Linked DNA regions of Mus musculus: region 1 is linked to region 2. Evidence: chromatin contacts called from public Hi-C data. All regions are on one chromosome and are shown on one strand. Each heading gives the region's core, a stretch centred on a gene start, on an enhancer-like site or on the middle of the called end of the contact. The rest is flanking DNA. Distances are from core to core; before and after follow the strand shown. Region 1 overlaps Gm30117 (a long non-coding RNA gene). Region 2 has its middle 24 kb from the start of Six2.

What was found. A called contact is a pair of places that touch in the nucleus more often than the background predicts.
Region 1: a contact with region 2 is called in a Hi-C map of the Ba/F3 cell line, with 1.9 times the contacts expected there. The contact joins two enhancer-like sites. A contact is called at or near these places in 22 of 484 Hi-C or Micro-C datasets (the Ba/F3 cell line, the CH12 cell line, the HL-1 cell line and 17 more) and 4 of 115 datasets of contacts at active chromatin or transcription factors (T-cell acute lymphoblastic leukemia, craniofacial prominence, embryonic stem cells and 1 more).

The regions. Positions count from the first base shown.
Region 1 is chr17:85,874,430-85,879,232 of GRCm38.p6, forward strand. The region is part of intron 4 of Gm30117 (a long non-coding RNA gene); the gene reads right to left. Among named protein-coding and RNA genes, the nearest start is that of Gm30117, 52 kb to the right of the region's middle. Within about 2 kb of position 3,177, at least 11 of the 459 cell types and tissues checked have an H3K27ac peak or open chromatin away from gene starts, as enhancers often do. A contact at or near this core is called in the Ba/F3 cell line, where this site is marked.
Region 2 is chr17:85,661,971-85,667,037 of GRCm38.p6, forward strand. It overlaps a transcript of Six2 not described here. Among named protein-coding and RNA genes, the nearest start is that of Six2, 24 kb to the right of the region's middle. Within about 2 kb of position 3,196, at least 30 of the 459 cell types and tissues checked have an H3K27ac peak or open chromatin away from gene starts, as enhancers often do. A contact at or near this core is called in the Ba/F3 cell line, where this site is marked.

The DNA of each region.
Region 1 (4,803 bases), core at 1,927-4,426, 210 kb after region 2:
GGAGAGTGGGCCCTGCACCTGTGGGAACTGAACTTGTCTGCTGCCGAGGTCATGACACGTAGGGAGAGGCGGGAGCAGGGTGGATCTGGGGAAAGAGGCACAGATTTCTTCAGGGGACAAGCTGATGAGAGCTAATTAGAGCTCTGCCTTACAGTTCTTTAACTCAGTCTTTAGCACAAGCCTTCTCGTGAGTGAAAGATTCCCTCCCTCCCTCCCCACTTCTGAGAAGTCCCACAAAAAAGACAAAATCTCTGTGTGTTCATCATTTCGGAAGGAGCCCTTTCCCCAGTAGAATTTTAGGAAAGGGCCCCAGGAGCCTGAACACAGAACAAAGTGTGGGACAGCAGCTGCCAGAGGAAAGGGGACTACGAAAAAGAGACCGCTGGGACAAGGATGCCTGGGGTTACCCAAGATCCCCAGATCCCGGGGACAGAGTGCTCTACTAAACCTTTGCCCTAGTAAGAAAGTCAGAGGCCACAAGAAAACAGACCCAGATTATTTCTGAAGTGCCATATGCCCTCCAGTGGAAAGTGGACAACGGAGGAATAAGAAAATTTGTTGGTTTCAAATTTTTTTTCCTGTTGTAAAACCAATACCTGCAGACTAAGATTATTTTAGTTAAAGGTATATCAGCCTTCCCCCTCCCCATTTGAGCCTCTAAACTTTCTTTCCCCCACCTCATCTAGATAAAACTAAGATCCTAAAAATGTCGGTTGTGTGTCCCAAATAATATCCTCAGAACACCTGCTTGACTGACAAATAGGTCTAATGACCCAGTTCATCCTATAGCCATGTCCCCAAACCATTCCATCATAACCTCACAGGCTTTCTTACTTCATGGCTTGCATAGGACCACTTCTGCCATACTCTACCTCAAGCACTTGGGTATCTCCAGAAGAGATGACAGGGAGCCAGTTTCCAAGCTGATCCTTCAGGAGTGGTTGGTGATTCTTTTCTCTCTTTCCCACCTGTGCCATTGTCACATGGCCACTCTCAGGGTGGCTGTTGACAAAGGCAATGACATGCAGAGCAGAAGTGATCGTCCAAATGAGGCCAGCCTGGACCAGCCAGTGATCGTCAGCCTACCATGAGACATATACCAGTGGACCCCAAGGGGTGGCCCATGCTGTCATCATCATGAGGCGTGACGGAGGTGAGGGGTAACTGATATTTCATAATAGAAATAGCAAGGGCTGCAGAGTTAGTGCCAGCCGTGTTTTAGCCTTGCTGCCTAGCCTGTTGCCCACTGCATGCTCTGCATGGTACTGCTTCTTCCTTGAGCCCAAGCATCTTCCTCTATTGAACAAGAATGACCTCTGAGCTCCAGCATCAGGACCAACATCAGGACCAACTGAGGTAAAGCATGAACCAAGCACCCAGAACAGGGCCTGTCACACGGCAGGTGACTGACTCTCCTTGTCTGGAGCTCTGTTTAGCAGAGTGCAGCTTTGGGCTGTGGCTGCATTACTTCTAATTCTTCGTTGATAGAGGTGAAAAGCCTGATGTTTGCTGTGCAAACCTGGTGACCAGGTTCCAGTCCTTCCAATCCTTGTAAAGGTAGGAGGAAAGGGCCAGTTCCTCAGAGGCGTCCTCTCACCTCCACACACACGTGGTAGCACAGGTGTCCCATCCTACCCCATATCATACATACACATAGATAATAATTATTATAATTAAAAATATTGTAATACACTCCGGAAATCAGTGCCCACCTAGATTTACCATGGGAAGAGGCCATCCTGATACTTCCATTTCTGCCAGTGTCTTCTGTGTCGTTTCTAACAGTCACGGGAAGGCCCATAGAGTGAGTGCATTTCTATCATTCGGATAAGGAAAAACAATATAAATACTAGGATAAACAGGGTGACAGTGTTGCCTAACTTGTCACTGTACTAAAATACTCCACAGAAACAACTTAAGAGAGGGAAGATTTATCTTGATGCACAGCTCAGAGGGAACAGTCCCTATGGTGGCTGGGGCTCCATCCGAGGTGGCTAAGTCATGAAATGGTAGCTCTGGAAGTGGGAGGGTTTATAACCCCCAATGCCTGCCTTTATATCTATACCCACCAGCTAAGCCCCTGGTGTTGTATAACCTACCTCAAGAGCACCACGAGCAAGTATTGAAAGCCTGTGGGAGACCTTCCACATCTAGACTGTAGCAATGACGTCATTGTAAAATAGCATAAAGTGAAGACATGTATAACCAAGCCAGCCTCTGCTGTGACTGCTGAAGAGAAAACGTAAGCAATTCCTTTTTTAAAACTGCAGCTCTCCAGTTGCCTAGAGGGAAAAAAAAGTGTGTGTTGTCTGAAAAATTTCATTTCTGAGGTGTGCCAAAGCCAGAAGGCTCAAATTTACCTACAGACTCAAGAAGAGCCCGCATTGCAGGCCAGCCTTTCAAGGCTACAAGGGGCTACAAGGCTACAAAGGGCTACAAGGCTATGAGGATTGGTGACAATGTCCTCCTTGGTGCCCCCCCCACACCCTATTTCTTATTCCTGCTGCTAAAGGGCGTGAAATGAGAGCCTGCTGTCTGGCTTCCCTCAGCTCCACGGTAAGCTTCCAGCCGCTCCGCACTTCCGGTGCTCAGCACTTCCTCCCGTGAAAACAATAAGGTTCTGAAACAGCCTGGCCAACCAGTCCTGAGGTGGCCACACGCCATCAGCGCTGCTCATACAGGAAGTCGTAGGATCCTACAGTGGAAGTCCATTTCCAGTTATTACCACTAGACAAATGGCTTTTAAATTACACCCCAAAAGGTGGACAGGCCATTTGTCTTTGCAAGTAATGGCACAGAAATACAGTGCCACTGCTGTCCTCGCCTTGTGAAGGGGACAGGGTAGGGGTGGGGCGGGCGAGCAGAAAGAAGGCTAAACAATCCAGGGACTGCAGAAAGAAAGAAAAAAAAAAGAAAAGAAAAGAAAAAGAAAAACCTGGTAGCTTTTCTGGAGCTAGACTGGGGCGCGTTGGGTAGGGCCTAAACTGAGGTGCCAGAGCTTTGTTGAACTGGACCCAAACCCTGGGATGGGGCAGGGAACTGGGCTATATAGAGCATTGCAATGTTGAAGTTTAGACCGGAAAAAGCTGTATGGTAACCATAACTGTCACTCAAGCAGGTACACAACCTGGACTTTAGCCTCAAAGATTCAACCTTGAGGGCCAAGAACTTCCAAAGAGGTGTCCAGCTCCCTGGCCAGCAGAGGGCGCTGTCTGGATTTTCAGCTCAGTGTCTCTCCTCAGGAGATACTAAACGCTAGGAACTGCTACCTCCTGAGGCCAGGCCTTAGCTCTCTGGCATGCTATGGATAGGGAAACATTAAAGGAAGAATGTCTGCATTCCTCCTACCAGCTCTGAAGCCTTTGTTTGCCTTCTTAGTCAAGGCCTGTCAGCTCCTCAAGAGCTGAAAGGTCTAGAAGGTGAAGGAAGCTGTCACTACATGGTTTCCACACTGACAGTCTGTCTCCATGCCATTTCAGCACGCAGCAAGCATGGAGCATCAAGTCACGTTCCATCTCTCAGGTCCTGGCCTCCCTGGGGCCCAGCTGTCCCAGAACCCCCAGTCTGGAGCCCAGAGGGTCATACTGAGCCGGTGCTCTAAGCCCAAAAGCCACCAACTTTCAAGGATAAAGTCACCATTGCCTCATACTGCTGACTTCACATTCTTCCTTGAAGGTGGGGAGGGTAGGAGGGTAGGAGGGGTAGGCGGGCGCTGCTGCATAACCCTCCCCCTTTCTCTCTTCCTTTCTTTCCTGGAAGGATCCCATAGAAGCAGCCAACAAGACACTCCAGTGTGCTAACTTCAAGTCTCTCAAACCCGACTTCCACACTCATAGACATGCCTAGCATGCAATGGACAAGCATCATGTATGTCCAGAGGAGTTTCTGTTAGGGAAGACACAGATACATTTTAAAAAAAATGAATACAAAGTTTCCATGCATTTGCCAAGATAGTCAAGTGTTCTGGAAGAAGTCAGTTCCCTAGGTTCTTGCAGATCTGGTTCCACTCCTCTCAGCTGTTAGGGTCACCTCAGTCAAAGTACAAAAAAAAAAAAAAAAAAAAAAAAAACAAAACAAAACAAAAAGACAAGTGCCAACAGATTTTGCAAGTCTACAGAATAAGTCTTTCAAATACTTCCTTTATAACAATTAACAACAAGTCAAAAAACAACACAAAAACCAAAAACATGGCGTTGTTGTATTTGGCTTTGTCTTCAGCCCTTCGTGTGGGTTATCTCCTTAAGCATGACAACTGCCCAGTGAACCACAGACCATTATTACAGGCTATCTCAGAGACAAAGAGACAGGCCCAAGGTCACTCAGCTTCAGAGTGCTGACAGCAAGCTCCAGAGTCAGTCGATGTGATGACAAAGAGGCTTTGCAAGCTGTTCATCTATTGAGATAAGCATCACCTCAGACCTCCAGTGACATGCTCTCAGACAGCATGCACAAGGCAGAGAGAGAGCATTTCAAATAAATATAAATCCAAGAGGAGGCATCTTAGCTATTCAAGTATGGTGTTCCTATAGGCTGGAGTTTTGAGCCGAGTTTCCTATGAGAATCAAGTTAAGCACACTGGAGTCTGATAAGAGTTCTGGAAGGAAGCTCTTGGTGTAGCTTTATGGATCTCATGGGTTTTGCCAAACTGATACATTCTGTGGCAGGCCCCATTTCCATAGAGGGGAGTGGCTTCTTGGTAGGTAGCAAATGAAAGATATGACATCAAGTAACAAACGTGATTTAAAATGAGGTCCACGATTGAAGAACGGACTCAAGAGAAATCCTGTTTTCCCATGGATTCCT
Region 2 (5,067 bases), core at 1,946-4,445:
CACACACTCACTCACACACACACACACACCCCTCCAATGGGATGAAAAGTATAGGTTTGGGGGATGCAAAGACTGAGTTCATCTCCCCTCTAATTGAGTGGGTGACTTCATAACCCCCACAATTTGAAAAATCCCTATTCTCTTTAGATTTCTCATAGAGAGCACACCAGGATCTGGGGTCCTCAGCAAACCAATGGCTCCATACTCTGCTGGTGATGGGCAGTGCTTCTTACCTTAGTGTGAATACCTCGGATGGCAGCCCAGTGACTTTTACAGTTCTTCACACCTTGGGTGCAAACAATTGGCTATCATGTCCATTCTCTGAAAACCTGTGGCCCACCCTCTCCTCACCTGCGCAGGCATTACTGTTTCTTATAAACTTACCCTTAAAGGGACTTTTAAATTGCTCTTAACGATTAATTTCACACCTTTAAAGCAGTTGTGTGTGGGTGTGTGTGTGTACTCACACACACACACCCACACATACACACAGACACACACACACACCTGGGTAGAGATCAGAGGTACATATTAGGCGTCTCCCTCGATCATTCTCCGTCTGTTTATTTATTTAGAGACAAGGTTGCACTATGCAGCCTGGCAGACTGGAACTTGATACATAGACCAGGCTGGCCTTGAAATGATAGAAATCTGTTTGCCTCTTCCTCCTGAAATGCTGGGGTCACAGGCATGTACCACCCACCACACCCAGTTTTGGAGTGGGTTTTATTGTTGTTTGGATGATTTTTTGTTTGTTTGTTTGTTCCATCTCATTTCTTTTGAGACGCGGTTCCTCGCTGAACCTGGACACTGGTTGGCAATCCCCAGGGATGGTTCTGTGACACCTTCAGTTCTAGGATTACAGGTGCCTGCCACCTTGTCAGCCTGCATTTTAAAGGATGCTGGTGGAAGCCAGGTCTTCAAGTGGTGGGGCAGGAGCTTTACTGAATGATCCAGTCCTAAAACACAAAAGCAGGATTTGTACTCTCTCCCCACCCACTTTCATCCCACCGACTCAGTCTCAGTCTCCCTTCCTCCTCTTCCTCGGGCAATCTGAATAACGTTCTCAAATGCATGAAAGAATATACACGAGACCTCAAAGGAAACCAATCATTTTGAAATACAGAGATCACAATATTTCTTTTAAGTAGCAATACAGTAATGCGTGCTCCTCCATTAATGGATTAAAGAATGAAATCCACCGGCAGGACTAATAGCCCTCAGAGTTTTGAAACAGGGATGGGCATAAGTAATACCTTAGATACCTGTCACAGCTAATCCAAAATTTTAAAATATCTGTTAACCCTGCTAAACATTACTATGGTGTGTTGATAGCACTCACCACGTAAGAAAAAGCTAGATTTCAGGGGGAGCCAGTAAAGATAAAGATATAAGGGCCCAGGATAAGAAGATCAGAGGTGAGGAGGACACAACATCTGTCCCCAACACCAGGAGTAACTGGGACCACTGGGACCTTGGCACGCAGGAACTCTGCCAGACCAGTGTGCATGGGTTCCTTCTGGTCTGTCTGGGCCAGTGCCCTGAGCAGAACTTTGGGCTCAAATTGGGAAGCCAGCCCCACAACACCCAGAGGCAGCTCCACTCCCAGGCGCTCTAACACGTTCAGGATCCTAGGATCCCAGTATCCCAGGAACTTGGTCACACCAGGATCTCAAGGTCCCAGAGGCAGCTTGACTCCCAGGAGCTCAGATATACCTAGGATCTCAGGACCCCAGGATCCCAGAATCACAGTATCCCAGAGACAGCTTGACTCAGAGGAGTTCTGACACAACCAGGATCACAGGAAGGACAGGCTCCAGTCAGACATAGCCAGGGCAGGTAGCATTAGAGATAACAGATGGCAGGAGGCAAGCCTAAGAACATAAGCAACAGAAACCAAGGTTACTTGGCATCATCAGAACCCAGTTCTCCCACCATAGCAATTCCTGGATACACCATCACACCAGAAAAGCAAGATATAGATCCAAAGTCACTTCTCATGATGATGATGGAGGACATTAAGAAGGACATAAATATTTCCCTTAAAGAAATCCAGGAGAACACAGGTAAGCAGCTAGAACCCCTTAAATCCCTTTAAAATAATGATTGAAGAGTTTTCTCCAAAGAAAATGTCTTTACAATTCTATTGGGGCTCCCTAGGTGGGGGAAGGCAGCACCCGGCACTTTCAAGTGTTTTAGAACACTGACCCACAAAGCCGGGTCCCCAGGTGGTTTAGCATCTCCTATCAGAAAGGAAAATCTTCTCCCAAATGCACAGTCCAGGAAGCCCTGGCCATGGTTCAGAAGTGTACACCTGTGCACACCTCCTGGGATTCTGCTGTGGGCTCACATCAGAGGGAGGTGGCATGTAGGATCTGCAGTAGAGTTTGTGGTTAAAATAACCACTTACCGGAGTCCTATACAAGGCTCTGTGACTACATTTCCTCCTCTGCTCCTCAAATCTGACCTAGACTCTGCCTCAGTCCCAATTCTCATTAAATAATGGAATGTGGTCTGTTTCTCCTGTCATAAGTACAGGGTCAGATACTGCTGCAAAGGCAGCGGCTAAGATTCCCCTCTTTTGTGTACATAAAAAAATAATTGGCCTTCTAATTACCTCCATAAAAATGAGAAAACTTGGTCTGCTTATTGGCACCTTTGTTAGCACTAGGGAATAATTAGACGCCTTAATAACTCTCTAATGATCCCTAGAGAAGGGAACCATTTTTAAAGAGTGTCATTACAGAGGCTTTCAAATGCAGTCTGCACTGAGCGAGGCCATAAGGCAGTCGGGATTCCTCGGTGTTGCATGGGAGGAAATATCGGTCCATTTCTGTCACATGCCTCTTCCTTCTGGCAGGAGAAGCTGGTGGAGTGGGGAAGTGCGCCACCTCTCTTCTACTCCTCTTTTATAATCCCAGTCAGCTTGTAGATTTAAACTCTGAGATCCTCTCCACCCCCACCCCCACCCCCAGAGCACAGGCTTGCGATTCGCCCCACCCCCACCCCCACCCCCAAAGCAGAGGCTTGCGAGAGCTGTAAGAACACGAAGCAGAATGGTGGTTTCCCATCCGGACAGGATGCCAGCCTTCTGCAGATTTTGTCTCTGTGGTTAGCTTCGGGACTTTTTAGGAACAGAACGTCTAAGAGGAGCGACGCCAAGCCTATGTTTCTCCAGCAGGTGGAGCCATCTCTTTAGCTTCCCCGTCGCCTTGCGCGAGATGGGAGGCGCTGGTTTGCAACCCAGGGATGGGAGGCAGCTCTGGGACTCTTTGGAAAACTTTGCCCAAACCCTCATTATTTCTATAACTTTATGTGAGAATCACAAACAACCCCTGAAAATTTGTCAGAAATACTGATTTGCCTTTCTATATCCGAATAACCACAAATTCTGGCAAATCAAAAATAATTGTGGTTTCCATAGCTTTAGCTCTCAGGTATCATGGGATTCATCTGCCTCTTCGCAATGATCTGCATCAGCTTCTAAAATCTGAACTTACTTTCAACCGGGTCAGGAGCCTGGCTTGTCAGGGTGACTCTCAGTCTTAGAGGCCTGCAGAAGTAGCAAGCATGCGGGGCTGTACCCCAGAGCACCCTTTGGGAAGATGAATCCCTGTTAACCCTATGCTGTACTGAATCTATGCTGTACTGAAGTAGGACAGCCTCTTTCTGAGACTGGCAGAGGTAATTCACCCAAATCAACTGCCTGTCCAAGACAAGACTCCACAGAGACCTTCCAGTTTGCAGATACTGCAGACAGTTCAGGTCCATTATTAATGGTCACAAGAACTCTGTGACTTACACAGTTGATAAGACCTACACAAGGAATCGGGCTTCCATTTCCTCCTTCCCTTCCCTCTCCCCTCTCTTCCTACCTCCCTCCCCTCCCTTCCTCCCTCCCTCCCCTCACTCTCTCCCTCCCTCCCTCCCCTCCCCTCCTCCTCCCCTCCCCTCCCCTCCTCCTCCCCTCCCCTCCTCCTCCCCTCCCCTCCCCTCCTCCTTCCTTCCTTCCTTCCTTCCTTCCTTCCTTCCTTCCCTCCTTCCTTCCCTCCTTCCTTCCTCTCCTTCCTTCCTCTCCTTTCTGGTGCTAAGGAAGGCACTGCTCTGTGCTGGGCACTCTCTTGACCCCCGAGTTGCACAGCCTCTCAACACTCCTCTAACCACACATTGTGCCTTCCCACAAATCTTAGTACACATATATAGGGAAGTAATGGGGCATATAGCTCAGTGGTAGAGCATACACTAGCCAAAGGTCCCAGGTTTGATCTTCAGCACTACAAAACAAACCTACCAAAACCACAATCCTCAAACAAAAAAACAAACAAACTAACAACAACAACAACAACAACAAAAAGACAAAGACCAAAAAAAAAATCCCGCTGTGACTTGGTGGATACAATCATTTCTATTTGTTCTTTGAAACAGGGTCTCACTCTGTGGCTCAGGTCAGCCTGGAGCTCACAATATTCCAAAAGTGGCCTTGAGGAGCTAGAAATGCAAGTGCTGAGACCTCAGGCGTGAGCCAGGATGCCCGTCCATTTTCTGCAACCTATGATTTTAAGAAAAATGTTGCTTTTGTCTGGCTGTCCACTGCTGAGTGACAAGCTTCACCCCACCTTCAGTGACTATACACCTGCAGACTTCCAGTTCACACATTTGCGACACAGGAACTCAGGGCACTCTTGCCTGGCAGAGTCTCCTGTTCCACGTAGCATCAACAAAGGCCATGTGGTGGTATTTTCTTGGCTAGTGAGCTGGGGGACAATCCATGACACTATCTCTTGCTTTTCTGGCACCTTGATGAGGGGTTAGAAGGGTCAGGCATGAAGTCAGCTCCGCCTTTCCAGCAGCGAGACTTCAGGGTAGCCTGGTATCTTGTGCGGTAACTAAGCTCCGTGAACAACCATCCCAGCAAATAATCCGTCATGACCTTCACACCCTAACCTTAGAAGGCATACGGCCCTATTATAACGGCAATTTGTTTGTCCAAGTACTCAAAGCCCTGCCCAGACTGGAGGAGAAAGAAGGTAGATCCAATCTCCTGATGGGGCAAGAGGCCAATTGCCA